2 separate regions of the Callithrix jacchus genome follow, and region 2 is linked to region 1. The links are chromatin contacts, called in public Hi-C maps. All regions are on one chromosome and are shown on one strand. The core of a region is the stretch at or near the end of the contact, and the rest is flanking DNA. Distances in the headings are between cores, read along the strand shown. Region 1 holds the start of C4BPB (complement component 4 binding protein beta). Region 2 holds the start of CR1 (complement C3b/C4b receptor 1 (Knops blood group)).

Region 1 (3,693 bases), core at 1,064-3,563:
GTGGTCCTCTAGACACTGGCTCCAATTGCTGCCCTTGAGGATGTAATGATCACTGCACTTAAATGTGATTTTGTCACTTACATTCACAGGCCCGGAAGAATAGACTTCGCCATTCACCAGTACGGGGTCAGGACAGTGGCCCACTGAAGAAGAAAATAAGAAGTAATCTGAAAGGGCAAGGCTAAAGCCCAACACAGCAAAGACCAGACCTCCTCAGTCTTCAGTGAGAAAACAGCAAATTAGAGCTAGTACTGCACGTTTTGAATTGGGTGAGGTACATGGTACTACCATATCAACACAGAATGAAGAAAGAGGGGATGACCTAAGTACTTACCTAAGTACAAAAAAATCTTTGTCATGCACAAGAACAACATGACCTGGCAACTAGAAGTAAATAAGTACATAACTGAAAACTATCAACAGCATGCTTGTTGTACTGTTACATTAAGCATGGCTCAAAATTATTGAGCCTATGTTTGAGGCAAGTCTTTCCTTTCCTTTCATCCACCCAAATGTACACTTATCGTTATTTACTTTGTTATGCTTTTTTTCCATGGAGTGGAAAAAAAAAAAAAAACCAGGAGAGAATGCTCAGGGACATGAGTGTGGTTATATGAATGAAGGATAATAATATTGGTGTACTCTACTCTGGGTATACAAGAGAACTGATACAACTATTCTTTAAAAAATAGGAGTAATAAATGGAATACGGATGAATTATTCCCCATCTCCACAGAGGATACCAGAAATGAGCTTTGTGACTTTGAGCAAGTCAGTTGGATCTCAATTATCACATCTGTAAACTGAGAATATAAACTATTCCCAGTTCAAAGTTGATGGGTGAAATAAAATAATACAATGTACTTCCTTCAAAATAATAAAGTGAGGATATGCATGAAACAAGATTACTCAGGTGTGGACAATTGATGAAATTATGTGACGAGTCTATATGAGTTAATTTGACTCTTCTGTCTGTTGTATACATTTAAAATTTTTCATAACATAAACATTTTTAAACCAATATCAGGTTAAAGAAATTACAGCAAAAAAAAAAAAAAAATAGTACTAGTATCTGGAAGAAATTTCTTTATTTCCCATAGGGTGAATTGATCCTGTTAATTCACCTAAATTAGTACTGATCAAGATCTGATCATGGAGCTTCCAAGAGATGCTCCTTCACTGGTGTGCTTTAAAAGAGGGCTCCTAGAAATTGAGAATTTTTGTTTTCTCATAAAGTTTTACCATGGCCTACAAGAAGTAGGATGTGAAGGAGTAAAACACAGGCAAAGATGTAGCAGGATCTAACTTACAGCAGCACTCAGTGGTGGTGTTATCCCACTCCTTAGAGGCATTGCAGAAAAGGGTCTTCTTTCCTACAAGGTGGTAGCCCTTGATACAAACGTAAGTGCCCAGAATCTGTCCATCCACCTCCTTTGCAACAAATATGCTGTTGTCCACTGGAGGAAGTTCTGGACAGTGCTCTGCTGGAAGGAAAAAGAAAATAAATTCATTTGCCATATCATGTGCTGTCCGAAACCCTTATTAGATTTCCCCATCTTTGTCTCTTTTTGCTGGATTATTGATTCTGATTCTTATAGTCTTCCATGTCCATGTATGTCCATGTCCCTCCCTTCCAGAAGATTTCCAAAGTTTTATTTCCAAAAGAATTAGAGGACTTTTACTCAAATTCAGCCACAAGTTGTCCACTCCTAAACAAATGATTCCCTCCCCAAATAGTGGTCCTGGAGTTTATAACAAGTAAGACCTCATAGGATTTTGAAATTAGTACTCTCTTTGGTCCCAGAACAGAAAAGGAAAGTAAGCAGTAACCACCCACTTCAGAGAGCAGGATCATCATTAAATGTATACTAAACTTCTACTGAGTACAGAACATTAGGATAATGTGAGATTTTTCAATAGAAGAAAGAAATATCATAAATGCAAACTTCCTTAAAGCTCTAGACAGAGTTTCTCATAACCTCACAAATTGACACCAAATGCCTGGTAAACTGAGTTGAGGGAAAGCATACGTACCATTTGAAGCAGAAACCAGCCAGGCAACCACGAGGCAGCATGCACACCAATAAAACATCTGGTGATCAAAGTCCTCACCCCAGGCTGGAATTCACCCAGCCCAGACACCTGGTTTGAATCAAAAAAGATCTAACACGCTTAAGACCAGCCCAACCACCTCCTTTCTAGAGAAGAGGTAATACTGATTTCCCCTCCCTGGAGAAAAAGGAAAAAAAAAATTACAACAGGAAATCTGAACAGCTGTAAGAAAGCTGGCATAGGGAGAGACTGCGAAAATACAAAGGGATGGCAAAAGAGCTGCCAGTTTTAAAACTCAGTTTCAGAAATGTCCTGGTTTCTGGGAATGCAAATCCAGTTGACCAGTCTTTTTGAACCGTGGGTTTATACTTCCCCAACAGACGTGGGCCAAATGGTCTTGCCATGACCTTGACTTCTGTCAATATTTGCCAGTGTTTACAGTCCACCTTCTGTAACTCTGGCCAGCACTGGGGGAAGAGAAGGGGCTGTCAATCCCTGCTACTTTCTCAGATAAGACCCAACTTTGAATGTTACCTCATCCTCCTTTCCTGAATATCAGATATCCTAAGACTGTAAGCAGCACCAAAGACAGAAAGCTCAAGGAAGTGAACTTACCTTACCTGCCTCTGTCCCTCCAGATCTATGACTTCCCAGCAAGAGCTGGTCTTAACTGACTCCACACCTGAGAGCTCCAAAGTCCTGCAGTGACATGTTGTCCTTGCTGGCCGGGCCTGTACCAGGCCTCCTACTTGGTGGCTCTTCCTGTGACAGGATTTGGTCTGAGTCCAGAGTGAACCAAATGAATAGAGGGGTGAGGGGAATGCTTTGGTCTCAGGAGTTAAGGTATGGAAAATTGCTTTGGGGGCTCCCATTGCATCTTGCTCATGGCTGTTATAACACTTGGTTGGTTCTCTGTGCTCTGATTATGAAACTGGGGTAAAATTCCTACAAAATTTCAGGTTTTAACAAAATAACAAAGCATTTAGGACACAGCAAGGTTGCAAATGTTCCTCTCTTCTGAACCCATTATTACTATTTTGTAATGATTAATTTACATCTTTCTCCTGAAAAGAATCAGGATATGCCATCCCCAAATATGCCACTTTGGCATAAAGATTATTTTAAGCTAAAGATATTCGAGATTCAGTGATATGGAAAGGAACAAAGCTTTTTTGGGGGATTCTCTTATCTGACTAAGGGCGGCAACCTTGGAGATAAGGTGGCCGTAATTAATTCCTTTTCAGGGCAGCTCTACTCTAGAAGGGAGAGCATGAGTAAAACATATTTCAAATTCCTTCTCCAGGGAAATGTCATGGCCTTGAAGGAGACAGAAAGAGAAACATTATCACAAACTTTCTTATTTCCTACTTTTCCCCTGAAAACCCTCTTATCTTTCCAAAAAGTAATCTGTTTTCTTTTTTGTTTAAGATGGTGTCTTGGCACAGTGTTGGCTCACTGCAACCTCTGCCTCCCGAGTTCAGGCAATTCTTGTACCTGTCTCCCAAGTAGCTGGGAATACAGGCACGCACTACCACACCTGGCTAATTTTTGTGTTTTTAGTAGAAACAGCATTTCACCATTTTGGCCAAGCTGGTCTCTAACTCCTGCCCTCAAATGATACACCCATTTCGGCCCCCCAAA
Region 2 (4,079 bases), core at 1,085-3,584, 330 kb before region 1:
TCATTGGTTGTCTCACATTTGCAGTATCTATTTGCAGCTAATCTAAATTATCTTTCAAATAGTACTATACCACTTCACGAGTAGCGTAACTTATAATAACAAAACTATCCTAATTCCTCTGCTATTTTTATACAAAAATAAATATCCCCATGAACTGTCCTTTGCGACCTGATTCTGGATTCACTCTTTAAGTACTAGTAAAGCCATATGCCTTTCCCTCACCGTTTCCTTATCGCAGAAGCTGAGATTTCTCCCTTTTCAGGGATGCTGCGGTCTTGCATGACTCCTTAGTCACCGCTTCTCAGACATGCATGGGGTTTTCAGATTACAAAACACTGTCACATGCACTCCCCACCTGATTTTCACAATACCCCTCTCAGATATCAGGATGTCAGTTATGCTTGTTTTATACCCATGGACACTGAAGGTCAGTCATGTGACTTAACTTGCTGGGTCCAAGATCCCAGTTGGTAAGTAACAGAGCCTGGAAAAACTAGAACGCTGGCTTCCTAATAAGTAGATTTCATAAAACTCCACCACCTATTTCTCTATGGATACACATTGGGTACAAAGCTCTTACTCTTACACTTCTTTTAAATACTAAAGGACGTGAACAATGCAAGCGTCCATCAGCATTTTAAAATTTAAATTACTTGAGCAACAAAATTTCTAGGTAGTTTAGGCTGTTTCACATCTGGAGGTTATTGTGATAACATCAGTAAATTTTTTTGTTTGCAATTAACAGTGTCTGGGATTGTTTATAATGGTAACTTAACCAAGGTAAGCAAATTGAAACAACATTCTAGTAAGAAGAGGGCCAGTGCTCACAAGGATGACACAAATTCCTAAGCATGGACAACCGATTGCTTAACTTACTGGGGATGCTTCTCTCCTAAAAATAAAATTGTAAGTTTTATCATATTTCTTCACCTGACAGGGTACTTTCTGGTGTCTAATGAGATCAAATATTAACAACAACTCTTGTGGGAAATTTGGTTTTCTTTTTTTCTTACTCTTTTAGAGAAGAAGGAACACTCAAATAATAAATGCAAAACGTCTAGTTGCAGAGAAGGGTGAACGCTGAGTTGTCAGGAAGAGGCTAGACAAAAACAAATACTGTCCCTTCAAATGACGTGTTTCCAGTGAGTCTAGGCAACCAAAAAGACTTCTGCGGAGCCCCCAAAATAACAATAGAAGGGTTCGAATTGAAGATGTTTACCTACTTGAACTTAAGAAAAAGGAAGAGATGTGGTTTCAGAATTTCCATAGTTATAATAGGCTTTATTTTGTACTAAACACATCACTAAAATGTAAACTGTAAACACATCTATTGTTCCCTTCTACCTGCAGCTGTTACATTGTGTGTTCCCGGGCTTCCCTTGCTCTTCTAACTCCCAAGTGCCTGGCATGGCTCTGTCTTAAAGTAGGCGGTCAGGTGCATGGTGATGATGGCGGTGGTGGCTTGGGGCGAGTGACCAGAACAGTCCCATGCAGGCCACTTTTCAGGCAATACCTGCATCCCTAGGACTCCTTGTCTGAACACCATTGGAAGCGAAGTGAAGAGGTAATGGTTGGAGGATAGAAATGGACTAGGGCAAGGCCCTGAGTTAGACACTCGACAGACTTGATGTCATTGAGGCAGCAACTCTGCAATGCAGAGATCAGTGTCCCCATTTTACAGAAGAGCAAACAGGCTTAGGTGTGCTAACTTGCCACACAGTTAAGTTTCTAGGACCAGAACTCAGGTTTGTCGGATCCCCACGTCCCCTTTCACTAGGATCAACGCCATGCTGGGTTATAGCCAGCCTAGACTATGAATACGTAAGGGCAAGGACCTCCGTGCGGCACCAGCTCAGCATCTGCGCCTTCCTCTGCGCTGGGCACGACTTAAGCTCCTGCACATGGGAACTCCACGCTTACCCAGAAGCAGCGAGAGTCTCCAGTGCGCAGAAGGATCCCAGATCCGCCGCCCTGCCGGGTCTCGCGCTCAGTCCACCCATCGACCTGCTTTCGGACCCAGGCGCGCAGCGCAGAGCGCGAGTTCCCTGTGGCGCCCCGGGTGCCTGGTCCACCCGGGCGCCTCCCCACGCCCGCCCGCGTCTCACCCCAGGCCACTGGCAGCGCGAGCAGCACCACAACCGCCAGCGGGGTTCCTCCGCAGCAGAAGGGGAGACGGGGCGCCGGCGGCTCCATAGGCTCTGGGCTTCTCGCAGAAGAGGCCACCATCCTCCCCAAGCACATCTGGAAAGCAGATTTGATCTCGAAGAAAATTGAAATAGGAAAAGCGCAGCGAAAACAGGAGTGACCAATCGCTGTGCTCCGCGCCCAGAATATGGGGAGGATTGCGGGGTTCCGGGACAAAATGCTTTTTGACCGCTTCCCCTTATGGGCGAGGTCATGTTTACTCCCATTTGCATTGTTTCTAGCGAGTTTCGCTCGCAGAGCCCACCTTGCGGACCCAGGTGCGGCAGCAAAGCGGGACCCTGCTTGGGCTTCCGACGTATCCCACGTGCGAGCCCCTGCGCTTCCAGACAAAGCTGTGGATGACGGCAGCTGTTACATTGTGTAACAGCTCCAAACACCCTGCTAGACGTTTCCTCTTTGCAAGAATGTGTGTGGGACGGTCAGCTAATGAAATGCCTGCTCACTCTCTGTGTCGAAGAAATTCCAGGCGATGTGTACAGTGTAGAGGGAATGTGAAGAACTCATTTCCTTATCTTGAATTGAGATGTTATGCCATTGTAGGATTTTTAAAAAGGGAATCAACATATAAATCTGTGTATAGTATGGAGACTAGATTAGGGCAATAATGGACAGGGGAGACCAGTCAGGGGGCTTTTGCCAACATCCGAGCGAGGTTTGATGGCGGCCCTGACTGAATTTATGAAGTGGACAATTAAAGATATTGGAGATGGAATGAATAGTCGCTCATGTGTTGGATTTTGGTTTCTTCCTTTCTTAAGGTTGGTGGTGAGAAGAAAGCAATCAAGAGTTAGCCCCAGGATTAGAAATGAATGGTGGTGCTACTTATTGTAATAAGAAATATGGATGGAGGAATGGCAGATTTCGGGTAGAGGGTTAAAATGAAGGATGTGTATTCCTCCTATGTCTCTGTGTCCTGTTCCCTTTAACTAGCCTCTCTCCATCTCCCGTTGTCCCTCCCTTCCGCAGCCTCTAGTAACCAGTATTCTACCGTCTCTGTCTATAAGATGAGCCGTGTTGGATTCCACAGATGATTGCTACCACACAGGATTTGTCTTTCTGTGCACATTGATTTCCATTCGGCTTTCTCCCAAGATTCTGGAAGAAACGTCTACTTTGCTCATATCACTTATCACACTGTTTAGTGCATCCAGTGCCATTCTTTTAGGGATTTGCTATCATCCTTTCAAATTGCTGTCAACAGACTAATGGGAGAAGAACAGATTGTAGTAGGCTGAGGAAAAGAGAATAAGAGAAGGCTCAGTTCCCTAGTTTTAGATCACATGCTAGCAGAAGGTGTCAATCCTTACCACTTCTGCTGGTATCCATCTTCTAGTATCTACTTTCTCCCCTTATTCCTTGAAGGTTTTAGCTCCCAGCTCATGGCCACCTTCTCCACTATTACTCCTGCCACAGCTCCTGGTCATTTCAACATTCACAGCAATAGCATTTACAAATCCCTGGCCTTGACCTCTTCTCTGTCTATGGTCTTGTCCTCCACTCTCCTGACACTTATGCTTATGTGCATGCTCTGAAACTTGTCACCTTCACTGCAACCCTCGATGATTTCAATGATCCCACTCTCTAACCACCAATACTACTCTTGTCTTTTACCCCAGTGCCATTGAACTGAATCCAGCAATCTTTGTGTTTCTCAGTGCCTGCAGACCATTGCTCCTACTGCTATCTCTCTCAGCCTCTCATCCCCTTTGTGTCTTCAATTTCATCCCCACCAGGTTAAATTCCATACTCTGTCATTATAATCACCATCTTAAATCCACCTTCAGCTCCCTCACCCCTTTCTTGCTTTATTATAGGCATTAGACAAAACAATCCTGGTTAGAATAAATTCTCCATTATTTTGCTCCCTTACCCGT

The links. Hi-C and Micro-C count contacts between places; a contact is called where the count stands out from the background.
Region 2: a Hi-C map of skeletal muscle shows a contact between it and region 1, with 5 times the contacts expected there. The contact joins the promoter of CR1 here to the promoter of C4BPB in region 1. A contact is called at or near these places in 2 of 3 Hi-C or Micro-C datasets (induced pluripotent stem cells and skeletal muscle).

What each region holds. Positions count from the first base shown.
Region 1 is chr19:34,599,495-34,603,187 of calJac240_pri, reverse strand. C4BPB (complement component 4 binding protein beta) reads right to left here and starts at 2,313. Exons shown (of 7, transcript XM_035281078.3): 1 at 2,035-2,313; 2 at 1,311-1,484; 3 at 1-143. The coding sequence starts at 2,092.
Region 2 is chr19:34,928,507-34,932,585 of calJac240_pri, reverse strand. CR1 (complement C3b/C4b receptor 1 (Knops blood group)) reads right to left here and starts at 2,334. Exons shown (of 33, transcript XM_078357041.1): 1 at 2,106-2,334. The coding sequence starts at 2,241.